Linked DNA regions of Sus scrofa: region 2 is linked to region 1. A link is a contact called in public targeted proximity ligation data. All regions are on one chromosome and are shown on one strand. The core of a region is the stretch at or near the end of the contact, and the rest is flanking DNA. Distances in the headings are between cores, read along the strand shown.

Region 1 (4,303 bases), core at 7-2,506:
GAGAGGGAGCGAGATAATATGATGATCTATTAGGCTGTCGATGGATAAGAACAATATTTATGGGTCTGCTGTTAGCATTATCTCTGCCCTAATGAACTTCTCTAATTGTCAGTGACTTTCCAGGAAAATTTCCCCTAATTCAGCCTCATTCCCATTCATGAAATAAGAATATAATGTTTCCAGTCTTTTCTCTGATATGCCTATATTTTCCTGTACTGGGATGAGTCTCTCCTGTTCATTGAAGAAATCTGACAAAAAACAAAAACAAAAACAAACTCATTTGTGAAGTCTGTAATACAAGTGAAACAACACAGCACAAGCACAAACTGTTCTGAACACTCAATGAATGGCCCCAGTTCATAGAGTTACAGAGATGGTCACAGTTCTTCAAATCCAGCCAGCCTTGCCAGCGTCAAAGCTCTCAGCATCCTGGTTATGACGGTTTCAAGTGCTTGCTAAAGAGAGTTAGCTTTCTCACATTCATTGAATCTTTCCCTGAACCCCTGCAAGGGCTCAAAGGCAACTCATGAGAAGTTGTGGGCTTCTATGATACCTGCCTGAGTATCTGAATTGTTTCTGTCCAACACTGCCAATAATTCCTTGAGGGCAGGTGCTAAGTTATGTGTTTCCTTTGAATCTCCCCAAACACTTGAATGGTTCAGCCATTTTCTAAGCATTCATTGATTGACTTACTAGGCTCCATCTATAAAGATCTTCTGTTCTTTTGAAATGACACAAAATAGCAAAGGACTCTAAATTCCTCCAAATTGTAACTATGTCTTTAGTACCCTTCCATTTAGCTCCACCTCCTTTTTTTAGTATGTCCCTCCATCTCCAGGTTTCCTGTGACCTCACCTGGGCATTCCTTGGGGTCTGTCTTCTTTATTATCTACATTTCTTTGTTTTGTGTTAAAACATCAAGGAAAGAGCTACTAGAATTATTCACAATTAAGTGTTTTGTTTTGTTTTTTTCTTTTCGTTTCGGCTGCTCCTGTAGCATATGGAATTTCCCAGGCCAGGGATCAAACCTGTGCCATAGCAGTGATAATGCCAGTTCCTGGTTCCTTAACCCACTGAACCACCAGGGAACTCCAAATTATTCACACTTAAGTGTTGATGACTGAATAATAGATTTAAAAATTCTTCCTCTTAGGGCATGTATAGTCAGAGCTTTTCAGAGCTGAAATGAACCTTTTCAGAGCTGTTATGTTCCTACCCTTCCTTTAATCCTTGAGAAAATTGAAACCCAGAGGTTGAGAGAATTGCCCAAGTTCACGTAGCTGGATGAGATGCAGTGTCCTAAGAGAGAGGAAGAATCTCTCCTGGAAGAATTTCAGGCCCTGTGGCAAGTAGCAGGGAAGCTATTTTTGGGGGAAACAAGGGAGATATTTGGCCAAGGAGATAATTTCCTCACTTCCCTTTTTTCTACTCTGAGGGTAACTCTCTTTCCTGCCTTGGGAAAATGCTTCATTGCTCTTAAGTGGCAGAACTCTAAGACAACATCTATCATATCTCATCCTGTGTGACTCTGCAAACCTCTCTAAAGTCCCCTGAGAGTGAAGCTATCTCTGGCTGAAATCAGTTGTGGTTTTGAGTTTCATGTCACTATTATTGGCAACGGGAAGAAAAATAATTTGGAAGTGACGCCAAATGAAAGCAATTTTAACAGAAAAAAAGAAAAGGCAAAGAAAGGCTATCTCTTGGCTCATCCATTGTCTTCCAGCAAAATAACAAGCCAAACACTATGAGTCTTGACCAGCTCTGAAAACAGCATTGCAATGCCCAGGTCCACTTCCTGTGCAGCAAAGAAGAAAGTGGGCCTGTTCCCAAGGCAACTCTTGCTTCAGCTGAAGAACCAGCCCTCTGGGAGCTGAGCCTCCAGAGAACAGCACAATAAACAGTGACTAACTCAACTCATATTCCAAACCACACTCAGGGAGTGAATGAACTGCTTGGAAAGACAAAGAAGGATGCAGTGGGTGGAGGTTGTAGGTGGTGGGTCGTTTAAGGACAGCCATTAAGTAACAGATAAAGAGTAACACAGATGAGACTAATCAGATGAGACAGGTTCTCCTCTGGTGACACCCAGGAGCCTGACCAGATACCCAGAGTAGAGGTTATGTAAGAAACCAACCAGACAGGGCATCAGGAAAGCTATCTACAGATGAAGACATCTCAGCTCCTATGGACAAACCTTTCTGGAATGGGTTGTTTGGTTCTAACAAGTCATGTGCTTGAAGTTTGACTATGAGATGATGACATCACATCCAGCCACTAAGTACCTCAAGGAATTACAATAACCTGCAGGGAATTGTGATTCCACATCCTCAAATCTCAAATTTGAAAGGAGAGAGAGAGAGAGAGGAGGGGGAAGGTTTGGTCTGGAATACCATTTGCTAACTTCTAACAGTGTGTGTGATCATTGGCAAGTCAATTTATCTGTCTTCTAGATCTTAATGCTTTCATTAGTAAATCTGAAGTCATTTCTAAATTTCCTTGGTTCATTGCAAACAGATACAAGAATTGGTGTATACAAATGAGCCACAAATTTATTTAAAGACATCAAAGAGTGGAGGATAAGGTGGGATTACTGTATCTTCTAGAGGAGGAAATCCGGGACCACATGGAAAAAATTTTATCTCACTATGTAGCATAAGAAAAAGAGATATGGAGTTCCCATCGTGGCTCAGTGGTTAACGAATCCAATTAGCAACCATGAGGTTTTGCATTTGATCCCTGGCCTTGCTCAGTGGGTTAAGGATCTGGTGTTGCCATGAGCTGTGGTGTAGGTCGCAGACATGGCTTGGATCTGGCTTTGCTGTGCTGTGGCGTAGGCCGGCAGCTACAGCTCTGATTGGACCCCTAGCCTGGGAACCTCCCTATGCCGCAGGAGGTTCTAGGAGTGGCCCTAGAAAAGGCAAAAAGACAAAAAAAAAAAAAAAAAAAAAAAGAAAGAAAGAAAGAAAAAGAGATATGAAGTCAAATGAGCCCAAATCAGCTTACTCTAGAAAGCTTATTGGAAAAAGATAAAAATGTCATAATATGGCAATAAAGAGCCAGAAAGCACTTCTCAGGGAAAGCCTTTTTAAAAGCAAAATTAAGGTCACAAATATTTGAAGTGCTACAAAAGACACTTTACTTCAGTACGCACTGATGTTTAAGTTACCCTCCAAAGTGGAGAAAATTTGGAGGCTGAGCAATCTAGCCATACAACCTGGCTGGGTTGATGGATGGTTCTTTATCTTTCTGGAGATTGTAAGTCTCTTTAAAAATCTGCTAAGAGCCATGCATGGTCCTTATAAAAGGAAGAATGGGATAAGCCCATGACATTGTGCATTCAATACAGGTGTTCTTGGGCCCCTGAAGTTCTTCAGAGACTTTATTGGAGTCCAACGTTAGGAGCCTGACTTTGTCACTTTTGGAAACATGAAGCAGACTGCTGAGTGTCAAAAAGGAAGCTTGCTTCTCTCTGAGGCTGGGCCTGGCCAAGGACACAACTCGACCTCAAGCCAAGGATCCTGTCTGTGAACCTGAAACACGGGATATGTAGAAGGAGGAGGAGATACTGGGTAACATCTGGAGCTGGGGGAGCAGGACCACCAAGCCTGGCAGAAGAGCAACAGGGCACAGCGAGCAGCTTTTAGGAGAAAAGTTCTGTGTCAATCTACTTGATTCTGCATCATCATCTCCTCGCTGCACTAGACCTCACCATGCATGGTTTTTCTGCTGGCTTTGCTGCTCACTAGCTGAGACCCCGCTACCCCACCCCGGGCCAAATGTTCCAACCCCTGTGATCTTCCTTTCCACTTGGGAAGTGAGGGGTTAGGGCAGACCCCTAAGCACCTCTAGGTGCTTTCCTTTTCTAAGGCCTCTGCCTGCACGTTTTTTCCCGACCTGTAGTCAGGTGTCAGCTAAGTTGCTGTTTGGTTACCTTATGTCATCTGTATAAATGAGAAACTCTCTCTGTTTTATTATTTCACATTTAGGTGATTTTCCCAAAGATGCTGCATTTTTGATTTCACAGTTCATCTCTGGGGCACTTCAGAGTCTCTCAAAGCCCCAGCCATAACTTGTCTATAGAGCTTGGTCACGATTTCCCAAACCACATGTGTGTACGTTTAACCGCAAATATCCTTTTTCTATTAATCCTCCCATTGGATAGGTGCTTGCTGGGGTGAGACCAGGCATTTTATGGAACATCCAGACTCTTTTCTAATCTCATGGTCTAAAGAATAGCAGGTCTTATTATTGATGTTAGTAATTCTAAAAGTTATATACAGTGCTAAATGCTGTCATATGGATA
Region 2 (4,489 bases), core at 792-3,291, 650 kb before region 1:
TTACCTAACCTCTCTGTGCCTCCATATAAAACAGAGACAATGATACCTACCCCAAAGGGTGGCTGGGATTAGATCAATCAATCAATCTACCTATCTATTTAATCATATATACCTACAGGACAGTAGTATTAGAACAGTAACTGGCATAAAGTAATTGCTCTCTAAATACTACTATAATGATTACCACAACTCTATACAGTGGACATCCTATTTTTGCAGAAGAAAAACAAAATGCATAGGAAAACCAAGACTTAAGAGCTTAGAGCTTTTCTGACTTCCAGTAGTTAAGTCTCTTAACTACTACCCTATACCAGTTAAATGGTGTCAAAGTCACAGCATTTTGTAGGCAGCTAGGGAAATTCTACCAGTTATACAACCGTCAGTCAATCAAAACCATTCAATGACTAGGAATAAAGCCACAGGTCACAAAAGTCCTCCAACCCCTAGCACAGCTTTCGGAAGAGTGTAATAATAGCTAATTTGCCTAGGTAAAGAAATGCCCCAAAGGGATTACTCTTCTGTTGGGCTGAAGTCCAATGAAAAGACTGACAACTAGTCTAAAGGTTCTCAGAAATGCAAATTGCCTACTTGAAATTCCAGGGAATTTAAATCTCTGCGTGGAGCAGTCTTTCTCTGGACTGGAGGAAGAGGTGGTTTTTTTTTGCAGAAGGAATTGGCAGACCCTTGTCCCCTGGTGGTAGGGAAGGTTTTGATGGGGGAGGGGAACTCCAGATTCAAAAATCAAAAAAGAGGGGAGGGAGGAATTTTAGAGCAAAATCAAGTACTGCAGATGAGAAAACACAGACTGTAAGAAATAGATGATTCGTCTGTTTCTCTCTCTCTTTTTTTAAGAGGATAAAAATCAAGAAACTGTGAAGATTCCAGTATACTCAGTAACTCACACATTATGGGAAGAAACAAAACAGTAGTTACTCAGAGTTTACAAGAGAAAGAGAACACAGGGGAAGTCTTGAAAAAGCTACAAGGTGTAAAAGAAGAAAAGTAGTCCAGAAAGTACTGGACTGGAGCTAGAGACATGGTATCTGAACTTATCTGTTCAACAAATATTTATTCCTTGTTACTTTTTTGCCAAGTATTCTTTCAAAAGCTGGTTTTACAGTTTTGATTGGACAGATATGGCCTTTAGGAGATTTAAAAAGCTCGTGAAGGAGGAAAAAAATACAAGAAAACAAACATATACAACTGTAAGATATAGTGCTGCTACAATAGGAAAAAAAAGAGGATGTCATATGAGAAGATAACAGGGTATAAGGAATCTACTTTTGACAAAGCAGTAAGACTTCTTCCAGGAGGTGACATATAAGGAAAGGCTTGAGAGGTGAGGCCTGACCATAAATAGGAGGAACTGGAGAAGGGAGGAGCATTTTAAGCAAGTGAAACAAAAGGTGAGAAGATCCTAAAGTAACAAATGATCTAACAAGGAGGAGGCTTATCTGGATTACTTGACCTCCAGTATAGCTTAAACTACTGTTTTTCTTCCCATAATAATTACTTAAGCTTTGTAAATTTCATAAAAACAAATTTAATTGAGCAACTGACCTTTTATACATACGTTTTGAGGATTACCTTCACCCAAAACCAGTCTTTCTCAGGGTACTAGACAAAGCCCCCCCCCCCCTCACATAAAAATAGCTTTTCCAGATCTACTGGGGAAAAAAATTGGCTTTTTTCCAGGGCTTTCTGCTCTACTGAAACTAAACATGTAAATGATCAATTTAACTCTGGTTTTTAGTTTAGGATAAATGACAGCATTTATGGTTCTGCTTGGGGATGTAGGGGTGAATTTTAAACTGCTGAGTTTTAATTAATCCTTTGTAACCTCACAGAAGCAAAATGTCTGTGATCCTCGTTTGGTAAAAGAGCCTGATACCAAGCACACAAGTAAGACAAATGAAATGCACACGAAACAAGTAAAGAGAAGGATTCCTAAAAAAGCAGCCTGTTATTTGTGCTTCGACATATAATTGAGACAGGCTCAAAAGGCCTTCCGACGATGTGACACGTTGCTCGCTTTGGCCAGCAGGGGGAGACTAGTGAGTCGTCAAGCACCGAAAGGAGACACACCCCGAATATGGTTGCTTATCATCTGTGTCCTCTCTGATTTTTCAAAAACCCACAAGAAGAAAACAAAAAATTCTTCGCAAGAAACGCTTAATATTTAAAAACTGAGATTAAATTCACATGACATAAAATCAACATTGTAAAATGTACAATTGAGTGGCATTTAATACCTCCACGATGTTGTACAATCGCCCCCTCTTATCTAGTTCCAAAACGTGAGAAATGCTTAAATTTGATAGAAAACTTACAGAAGCCCAGCCCTATCCTTTCCTCATTCCGTCACACTCCTAGTTTTGCCTCCACCTGCATCACGTTAGGAATGGTTCCCGCGCATTCTCCAAACAGCCTTCTTCCCTAAACAATTCACAGAATCTGACCAGGGGTTATAATTACACGTTCGAAAACCAAAACAATCTCAAGTCTTCAGTTCTTTTCTCTGGGAATCGCGCAGTTGCAACAGTTAGTATGAGTGGCTACTTAAAAATTCCATACATTTTATGTTTTGTCATTTCTCAACAAAGAAATGAATAAATTATTTTGACTTAAATATAGCTACAAAACAAATTAATCTTTCAGCCTTTGAATTGAAATTTAAAGTTATTTCCATCCAGAGTGAAGATTTAAGATATTTCTAGGTTAAAATGAGAGCCAAGATTTTAAGGGCACCATGTCAATTGGTTTAGATAACAAATTTGAGAAAAGCAGAACTAAATAGTTAATGTAATAAAAGCTGAAGCTTTACAACCTAAATCCACTATTTTATTAAAGAATTTAATCTACTTCAGGGGGCCTTGGCCCAGGGAAGGGTAAAAAAATGCCAAACTGGAAAGCAGGGGGAGGGGAATTGCTGTTGGTGACTCTGGGAAAACAGGAGGGAGGGAAACAGAGGAGCAAATGAGGCCGGATCCGCCCTAACAAAGAGGCAGAAACTGTGTCTCAACAGCCACCAAATCCAGTTCAGGGCGGTTTGAGCCAGTTTCTGAGCTGGATTGAGAACAACAGCCTCGGCTGAGACTTGATGAGGGTGAAAGAGAAAATACAAAATGGATTTCGCAGAGAGAAGTGGATTCGGCCTGGACTCGCAGGAGCCTAAAGCTGTTTCCTGGCGTTGCAAAGTCAGATAAAATATAAGGCCTGGAGCCGGAACAGTGGCCTATTGCGGAAGGAAAAATGACAGAGCACTGCCTCTGTGCCTTGATCCAGTCCGCATTTTCCCTTCTACTTCCCCTAATTGTGGCTGGTAAGGGAAAGGGCCTCAGGGTATCAGTTTTCAGAGAAAGCTGGCTGCGGTGTTGGGGGAGGGGAGGAGTCTGTGTCAAGGGTAGTTTAACGTGTGTGCGGGTGTGGGGGAGGGATGTGTGAGAGGGTCTGAAGGAGAGGGAACAACGCTTCACACCGTGCAGTTCACACCGCCTTTCCACACCTCTGCTGCATTATTGCACAATCTCAATATACACCGCACATAGGTGTCTTGGGAGCGCCCTACATACACTTGGCATTTGTACATGTAATGACCAGGTTCCTTCGGCCCTGTGCATTAACGACCATAAAGACTGTCCACATGCTCTTTTCATTCGTGCCGTAAAAACACATACGAGCTGTACATACCTTCTCAACCAAGAGACCTGGCAGTGTTGGGTAACAGTGGAATGATAATCCTGTCCTCGCTTCCCCTCCCCCAGGTGCCAGAACCTCTGACATCTGATCAGTCCCACCCTCGAAGTGGCTCCTCTGAGCGTCTAACAGTCTGAGCTGTGGTCCGCAGCTGTCGAGGGTGTGCACATCCTGCGGCCAGGTTCGACTGAGAGCTTCTGGGACCGGTTACATCTCCTGACCCCCCAAAACTCCAAAAGCTGCCCAGGAATTCTAGCCAAAGTCCGAACTTAGCTGGGGGAGGGGCCAGAGCAAATTTTGGGGTGGCGTTGCTAAATTCCCTTTCCCCTGAATATCCCAAGGATGTTTAGAATCTTCCAGAGGCACCAGATGAGTGCCTTCAGACCTTAAGGCTTGTTTGAATTGGAAGGCAGCCCTGGTTTGGGGAGGACTGTGGAGACCCCTGTGAGTGTACAGTCTGGGTCTCTTTCTCTCCCCTCTTCCTTTCTCTCTCCCTATGTCCCTCTCTCTCTCTCTCCCCCCCCTTCTCCCCCCCACTCTCTCTCTCTCTCTCACACACACACACACACACACACACACACACACTCAAAACCGGGTCTGTAGGGTTTCAAAATCCCTTGAGAAATTGGGGGAGGTGAGAGGGAGGTCAAACTAAAAGCCGTCACTGCTATTTTAACCTTGTTAATCTATCGTTGATATACCGGTGAACAGTTGGAACACATCCACTACGCATTATTTATATGCAACAATCGTCCATAAACGAAGCTTGTTACTATCATGTCTTATTCGACGC

What was found.
Region 2: a contact with region 1 is called in a targeted proximity ligation map of alveolar macrophages. A contact is called at or near these places in 2 of 2 datasets of targeted methods (alveolar macrophages and skeletal muscle).

Annotation. Positions count from the first base shown.
Region 1 is chr5:57,582,209-57,586,511 of Sscrofa11.1, reverse strand. All of the region lies in intron 1 of ARHGDIB (Rho GDP dissociation inhibitor beta), which reads right to left. It also overlaps a transcript of PDE6H not described here. Among named protein-coding and RNA genes, the nearest start is that of ARHGDIB, 7.6 kb to the right of the region's middle.
Region 2 is chr5:58,237,448-58,241,936 of Sscrofa11.1, reverse strand. No RefSeq gene overlaps it. Among named protein-coding and RNA genes, the nearest start is that of ATF7IP, 90 kb to the right of the region's middle.